Regions from separate parts of the Zea mays genome. Here all the other regions are linked to region 3. The links are chromatin contacts, called in public Hi-C maps. All regions are on one chromosome and are shown on one strand. Each heading gives the region's core, a stretch centred on a gene start, on an enhancer-like site or on the middle of the called end of the contact. The rest is flanking DNA. Distances are from core to core; before and after follow the strand shown. Region 1 holds the start of LOC100284970. Region 2 holds the start of LOC100191255. Region 3 overlaps LOC103640664.

Region 1 (2,700 bases), core at 153-2,652, 400 kb before region 3:
AATACTTTGCCGAGTGTTTTTCAGGCTTTGCCGAGTGTTTCAGACACTCGATAAAGCGTCCGGTTCCGGTAGTGTGGGACCAGTCCCCATAGAAACTTATACAATATTGTTTAGGGAGACAATATTGTTTAGTGAGACTATATTCACGTTTTAGTTAGTCTCCAAACTTGGCATGCTATGTTGTTTGGATCCTCCGAACTTGACATATTTTAAATAATAAAATAGTAATTTCCATATATATATGTTTAAGTTACATATTTTAAATCAGTACTAATATAATATAGAAAATAGATTAATTTTGTGTAGTAATCTCACACAACATAAACGAATCAAATAGTCATCTATTTGATATTGACACTATATGCTAATTAGAAATTTATATAATAATAAATTATTATTAAATTGAGCCACGATCTAGCTCGCGACCGAACAGTTGGCGCGTCCTAAGCGTTGAGCCATGCTGACCTGCAGCCAGACCAAGCCGTCTCGTCAAGCTTGAACTTTTTTTACAGACCTACATGCATTAAACGGAAAGTTCTCAGACCATACACGTCCTCTATGTTTTGCAAGCACATATATATAGATCAAACTCATCGAAGTTACATTATCTAACGGGTGAACATCATCGTCTTATTCGATTGTCTACTTTTTTTTATTTCTCCACTAATAACAAACTAGGACAAACAACATACTTATTATTCGCAAACAAAGAAGTTGGCTGGAGCATGCATTGCATATTGCATCGTCGTCCGGCCACACTGCCGCCTGCCTCGCACGCGCGATCTCACGGGCAGAAGGTGACCTGGTAGTTGCTGTTGCCGCTGCAGGCATGGGTCTTGGTGTTGTCGCTGGGAAACAGGTAGGCGTCTGGGCAGCTGGGCCCGCCGCAGTTGAGGGTCACGCCGGTGCTGCACGAGAAGAGCATGGCCAGGTTGTAGCCGTCGATCACCGAGATGTCGTAGAAGTCCTGGCTGCCGCCGCCGCCGATGGTGAACTCGGCCAGCGTCATGGGAGGCTGCCCCGAGAGCGTGCAGGAGAGTGCGCCGCCGCAGTCGCCCGTCTGGCAGCTCCCGCTGCCGCCGTTGAAGGAGCACCCCGTGCGCCCCCACACCCTGCCGGACTGGGTCCCCGCCGGCACGTCCACGGTCCACGTCTGCCCGGGGTCAAGCTGCGTGCCGCCGCCCACCGGGGTGGCCGCCGGCCACACCGTCGAGCCGCAGTTGTTGGTGATGGTGAATGTGGCCGCCCTCGCACTGGTGGCCACCAAGGCCGCGACGAGGAGCAAGAGGGCCGAGGAAGCAGCAGCCCCGGACGCCATGGATGCTATTCCTAGCTAATTGCGTTGTCTACGATGTGTGGGTACGTGGCTAGGGCTAGCTAAGAGCTTAATGCGTTTGTAGTGTGGAGGAGTTTAGGGAGGATGCATGCGATATTTATAGGCTATGGCTGCCGGAGAAGAAAAATATACGGCTATACGGGGATGAAGGAATGACAAAATTACCCTTGGATCGATCATATCGCCAGTTTTGGGTGACAGTGAGATTGGGCTGTTCCTTTCTTTCCTTTCCCGACCTATTTCAGACTGTTAATTTCCTGTGTAGGATGCAACAGTAAAGTATTTCCTGACCTATAAATTTTGTTCTTTGGCGGTTAATAAATAAAAGTGCGCGCGCGCCAGTAGAAATATAAAAAATACCAACAACAAATATGTTTTCTGTACTAGTATGCTGAAATTATTTTGACAAAATTAATTACCTCTAATATGAAGCTTCGTGCACAGACCAGATCCTCCAAATTAAGTTAGGCAATAACGCAACGGTAGGCGGCGTGATTGGCTGCCGTCGTATCCACAAAATTCTATATTAAACGCAGTGGTGGAATTCAGTACGTAGAATTCTACGCGACATGGAAATCAAATCCTAAGCTACAAGGCCAGACTGAAGGACAGCATTGGCAGCACATCAATATTAATTACACAAGTGCTTATTTGACTGTTAAGAGCCCTGAGCTTCTAATAACTAGAGGAAGCCCAGGTCAAACCGTGCAAACCGGTCGAGCCGAACCAGGTTCGGACGTATATAAAACAAGACCCGGAGTGCTAGGGTTCAGTTTTTCACGCCCTATCCTGATTCATTAGCGATAGCGCATGCGACGACGGCGGTTGCCCGAGAACGTGCGCTGCGATGGCCATGGCTCCCTGACCTCGACGCGCAGTGGTGGCGGTTTCTCGATCCGAAGTAGTGGCGGCGGTTCCCAGGTCGGTGGCGGTGGCTCCCCGATCCAGAGGGCGAGCGACGGCGGGGCCCTTGTGCGGGCAAGCGGCGGCGTCTCCGGGGCCTCGAGGCGGCGGCACTCGATGTGCGAGTAGCGACGGCGACGCACGAGGCGCGAGGTTCGAGTGGCGTCATGTAAGGCGCGAGGTGCACTCAACGATGATTTCGCGTGATATCCTCCGTTGCGGCGCAGTTTGGGCAATCCGAGTGACGACCTACATCTGTGCTTGTGTCGTCGATGACCTCTGACGACGACTACCTCCTCCGATTCGTGTTTTCTTTTCGATTATTGTGTTTTATGCCTAACACATTTATTATTTACGCTAAAAATTGTACGATTTTGTGCTTGAACACGGAGTTCGTATGTCAGTTTACTGCATGCATATTTTTTACATGCACATTGGAAAGACAATTCCTTGATTTATGT
Region 2 (2,700 bases), core at 72-2,571, 470 kb before region 3:
AGGGCAGTAGGTAGCAGAGAGCTCGGTTCCGTCTAGAACTACATGTGGTCGGACTGATTGTTTTTCTTCACTTCTTTTCGGCTACATAATTATATATTCATAATTACATATTCTGTTCGTTGACCAAAATTAAAAGAGACAGGAACAAACTTACACATGTTACATATTTTTATGTGAATTCATTCCTTCTCGAATCCGAATAAAACTTTGTTACGTTATTCTAACCCATATGATTAGATAAGATTAAAAAAAATTATGAAACATTATGACATTCGGGATTGAAACCCACTCAATCCACATGAGAGAATGCTCTCAATCCATATAGATTATGTAGGATTGGGTAAGTTTAAATCCTAAATAAGTCAAAATCTCATGTTTTTTTAATTTCATCAAATCTATATGTAATAGAAATAACCGAAAAAGTTCTAAGAGACCTAAGAGCAGCTCCAATAGTTATGTAAATTTTAGTTCTCTAAATCATAGATTTAAGAAGTTGCTAAATAGCTTTTGAAGTAAAAAAATGTAAGATCTCCAATAGTTCTCTAAATATAGGTTGTAATTTTGTTTTGTATTTATCCACATAAAAAATAAGTCACAAAAACTATATAATGCAGTCAACATTTTTGTTTAGGGAGTTGTTAAATGGTTGCTAAATGTAGAGAGAAAATGAGGTTAGATGACAAGTTGTTAAATTTAGAAAGTTCATTTAGAGAACTGTTGGAGAATAGTTTTCATGTTAACTACCTAAATTATTGATTTAGAAAGTCTTTTAGAGAACTATTGAAGTTGCTCTAAGAGATGAAATGAGTGATATAATAGAAGTGGTTTCGGCTAGTCTATTGGTGCACAATTTGTTTGTTTGAGTTTCTACTCACTTTTTGACCACTCGCTTTTAAACTTCTAGTTAGCTAGTTATTTGTACATTGTTACTATTTCTATATCATTGTAGTTTATTTAAATATAATTAATTTTCTTATATCTTGTGAACGTTTGTCTCGACGACGATAGCTTCGAGCCCAGCGAACTTTTAGGGATGTAAATAGTACAGATAATATTTATTTGTATTGGAATTCAATATTTATTTGTATTGGAATTCAATCGTCTAAAAGAGTTGAGATTCGATCTGTATTTAAGTCTATTTATTAATTATCCATCCGTACCTACATACTTAAAAATAAATATTAATATATCAATATTCATTTAAATTTTATCCAACACAACTTAATAATAGCCAATTAGTCCTATCCGATCCAAATAAAAAATTATTATTCAATTTGATTACACCCTACATTATTTTTTCCGCCCTTCTCTTATAGGGAAGTGACAAAAGGGCCGGCCCAATGACACGTTTCGTTGCAGTGAGCAACAGGGAGGAAATCTATACAAAGCAGTGGAACTGCGAACTCGTCGCCGTCGTGTTCACAAAGCCGGCGCCTTTTGCTCCCCGATCTCAGTTCCCGCCCATCTCTAAGCTCCCAAGGCGACGCTGCGGCGGCGGGGCAAGCGGGAGGACAAGAAGCGGACTTGTCTCCCTGCCCCCACCCCCTCCCTCGCTTCGCGCGTACCCCCTTCAGTTCAGCCGGGCGGTACCGTCGACGGCGCCGGCATTGTACTTCTGCTGCGCAGGTGGGTTATTCACCGTCCTTGAGATATCTCTTCTTCCTCAATTTCTTCACCTGGTGGCTCCTCACTGTGTATCCGTGCTCCGAGATCCGTCCTGGCCGCTGAATCGGCATTGGCGGCCGGTGACTGTAATCTGTGTGCACTTAGACCTCGCAGTGGGTGAAGTTATGTCTGAGACTAAAATCGTCTGTGCAGTGCTGGCCCTTACAACCCAAGATCTTGCACCTTGGAACTGGGCCGTCGTCAGCTTCGTTTGGTTCAGAACGCTTCGAGAAAAGAGTCTGGGCTGTGTTTGTGCTGTTGATCTGTTATTATCTCTCAATTCTCATGTTCTTCAACTAGATGCTTGAGTGATTTTAGTTTTGTTCTTGGCATCTGTGCCTTCATTCATTCTTCATAAGCCAGCCATTTAGAGCATCTCCAACAATGTCTCAAACTAGTGTCTTAAATTGAAATATATGACTCTAAACAGGAAAAACTACCCCAAAAGTGTCTCATTTTGTAAAATTTTGTCAAAAATATATAGAACACTCTCTCAAGTGCCTCAATTATACTACACCCTAGTGGGCTGCCTTATAATCTAGAATTAAGATTTTACTAGTTGGAGCAGAATATTTTGTTGGTGTCCTAAATCATATAAAATATACTAATTTTTAAATTGTAGGGCATTTTTATAGAATATGCTGTTGGAGATGCTCTTAGATGCTGGATTTATCCTTTTTTTTTCTCTGTGGCTCGCTGCCTTTCTCAACAATTAATTCATTTGGGCATCACTGACGTCTGCCTCAAATCAAATGCCCATCCTACCTGTTTGAGCAGCTGATACTGTGATACAGGGATCACTTGTTGTGTCCCATTTTTAGTCTAAAGTGGTCACCCTGTCGGTGGCTTGTTAAGCCTCAGGCAGCACACAGTGTTTTCTTGGATTCCGGTGGGATGCCCTACAGGCGGCTCTTAGCTGTGGTCATGTTTGTTTGTTTTTTTATGAGGAAAGCATGGTTAGATGCTTTATCAACTTGATCAGAGAACAGAGTCAAATTGCGAGAATACATGATTAAAGGAAGCATGTGCCATGTG
Region 3 (2,700 bases), core at 135-2,634:
AGAAAGCTTAAGGACATAATACAGGCTAACAACACAACCACGGTCGAATGCCTGCGGACAGTGAAGCTTACCTGCAAGCTGGTCGTTTCAATGGCACAGCTCAAGCCCATGTGCATCAAAGATTTCACAGAGCACAATTTCATGGATGTACTCTTGGAGTCTTTGAAGACGTTGTCAGATCTCGATAACTGCCTCGTATTATTTGAGGTCGATAATCATTATCAGGTGACAAAGACTGATAAGCCACTGGTTTCACTTGTGAAGAAAGCTCATCAACTCTTCTAAAAAGCAACGAGAACAACCCGGTAATGTGTATGTGTACGCGTGCATGTGTGCGTGCACGCGCGCATTGTCAAGTCTGCATATCAATCCAATAGTGCGCTGCGTGAAATGATGTGAAACTCAGCCTGATAAGATAAGGCGCAAAACGCCATTGCTTACGGTATTCAACCATCCACTGTATGTTTCCTGTATGAAGTGTGCATCCCACCCCCCCCCCCCCCCCCCCCCCCCCCCCAAACAAAGAACATTGTATCACTGAAAGATTCAAATTGAAACATTTTGTATTCTAACAAAAAAAATTAGCAGGCCTTTTGTATAGGTAGAGAAACGGATACACTCATCACTAGCATATCTACAAATAGTACTCTCTCAGTTCTTTTTTATTTGTTGCCATTTAATTTAAAAATAAACTAATGGACGACAAATATTCAAGAATAGAGGTAGTGTGCAATAAGTCTGTAGCTGATGGGCTACCTGCGAGCGGCGAGATGTAACACCCAAAATCCTAGTTTTTGGGATTTAGGAAAAATTCATTAGAGATTTAAACTTTAAATTATCTTTTTAATAAAGATTTTCTTACATTTAAAATTTCATCCTCTAAAATAAATATGTTTTCAAATAAGAGATTATATAGAAGATCCTTATATAAGTTAAGTTATTGAATAATATATTCATAAATATCTTCTAAAATATTTAAGTTAAAGTATCTTTTTCTAAATAATATAGAATAGAGATTACTTTCTTAATATACATTGTGTGTGTATAATTGGTGTATTCAAAAGCATGTTTCATAGATAGGGTAAAAAAATTTGGATTTGCATTCATGCCGGACTTTTGAATGTGCATCTAGTTCGATTTAAAATTTTAACTCCGAATTGAAGCCGATTTGAAAATAGGAATTCAAAATAGAAAATTAAACAAAAGGGGAATTAACAATGGAAGAGATAAAGGAAAGATGAAACATGCTCGTGGGCCGTGTTAACCTGGCCGTCTCATCTCTCCCTTTTCCTTTCCTTTCTTCCCTCGCGCGGCCCGACTCCTTCACACTTTATTTCTTTTCGCCGCATGGGCCATTGGCCGGTGGGCCCAATACCCTTGACGCTCATCCGATAAACAATGTAATAGGCTCATGGATCAGCCCTTCACCCCTTACATACTGACATGTGGGGCCATGCCGTCAGAACCTTCCCCTTCGCCTGTAACTGTAACACCTAATTTGTAAGAGATCATATTAAAAGGAGAAAAGTGTTTTCCTTTATTTATATAAGTGTATCACATCCATTTGTCATCACATGTGAACACCACCTTTAAAAACAATTAATAAAAATATATATATCACTAAACCATGGCATCATGCTGGATTATGTTTTGTGTGCATTTTGTGACAACATAAAAATAACATAAAAAGAAATAGGTTAAAAAATCCAAAGTGGAATTTAAATTCTAAAGGAAAATTCAAGAAGTGAGAAAAGAGAGAAGAAGAGAAATTACTAGGTGAATAAAAATAAGTATAAAAATATATATATTATTCTCATACATATTGGAGTTTGAATATTTGAATCAAAGGTTAAGTCCACAAAAGGATTCAAATTCAAACTAGAGATTCAAATGAAAAGAAAATAAATAAAAAAGAAAAGAAAAGGAGAATAAAAGAAAAGAACAAAAACCTAGCTCGGCCCAACTCTTTCCAATCCGGCCCAGCTTCGCACTCCCCCTCCGCGCAGCCCAGGAAAGAACGCTGCTTGCTGTGAGCCACTACCACTGACCCGTGGGTCCCGCGTGCAGCCTCACCGCTTCACGCTGCACGCTGCTGGCGCCACTTCCACGTGGGCCCCACCCATCAGAGTTTCCCCCTTCCTCGCGGCGTGCTGTTGCAACAGAACTTGCACGCATTCCAGGCGTCGGGCTGACCATCTCTGGGCGCATAAAACGAGCTGTGCTGCACCCTATTCTTCTCCTTGACCTTGTACGCATACCCAGGGGAGGAGAATTTTGTGAGGGGAGGAGGTGGGTGACGAGTTCCGCCGCGACCGATCGGGTGGATCGTCGCCCTTTGCTGTTTGTCGTGCTCGGCGCCAAATTGGTGTGTTGCGTGCGGCCGGGTGGCTTCGTCTACGTTCCGGGGCACTTGTGGGTAGGGCTGACAATGGGCTACAAATTTTGCACTATAAGATTTAAGGATCAAATCGGGTTAGGATCGGACTCTATTTCTAGTCATTTTTGAACTATAATTTATTTAGGGCCTTAACATTTTGTGAAGAACCATTTGGATCACGATCCATTACCACCCCTACTCGTGGGGCGCGTGTGAAGGTCGTGCGTAACCCGGGCGAACCCAATCCCTCGCTGTCGTCGCTGTTCCGCGGATCGCCGTGGACAGAGCTGAGCACTGCTGGAATCAATGTAAGGACCCGCTCC

Evidence for each region. A called contact is a pair of places that touch in the nucleus more often than the background predicts.
Region 1: a contact with region 3 is called in a Hi-C map of leaf, with 6 times the contacts expected there. The contact joins the promoter of LOC100284970 here to the enhancer-like site in region 3. A contact is called at or near these places in 6 of 25 Hi-C or Micro-C datasets (bundle sheath, ear, endosperm and 2 more).
Region 2: a Hi-C map of ear shows a contact between it and region 3, with 3 times the contacts expected there. The contact joins the promoter of LOC100191255 here to the enhancer-like site in region 3. A contact is called at or near these places in 3 of 25 Hi-C or Micro-C datasets (ear and leaf) and 1 of 3 datasets of contacts at active chromatin or transcription factors (leaf).

Annotation. Positions count from the first base shown.
Region 1 is chr1:181,926,204-181,928,903 of Zm-B73-REFERENCE-NAM-5.0, forward strand. It overlaps LOC100284970, which reads right to left and starts at 1,403. Exons shown (of 1, transcript NM_001157865.2): 1 at 563-1,403. The coding sequence starts at 1,318. The coding sequence ends at 785.
Region 2 is chr1:181,852,391-181,855,090 of Zm-B73-REFERENCE-NAM-5.0, forward strand. LOC100191255 reads left to right here and starts at 1,322. Exons shown (of 8, transcript NM_001401257.1): 1 at 1,322-1,626; 2 at 1,819-1,902. It overlaps LOC103645086, which reads left to right. Exons shown (of 1, transcript XM_008668210.3): 1 at 1-162. The coding sequence ends at 10.
Region 3 is chr1:182,326,962-182,329,661 of Zm-B73-REFERENCE-NAM-5.0, forward strand. It overlaps LOC103640664, which reads left to right. Exons shown (of 4, transcript XM_008664154.4): 4 at 1-453. The coding sequence ends at 285. Among protein-coding and RNA genes, the nearest start is that of LOC103640664, 23 kb to the left of the region's middle. Within about 2 kb of position 1,385, at least 17 of the 20 cell types and tissues checked have an H3K27ac peak or open chromatin away from gene starts, as enhancers often do. A contact at or near this core is called in bundle sheath, ear, leaf and 1 more, where this site is marked.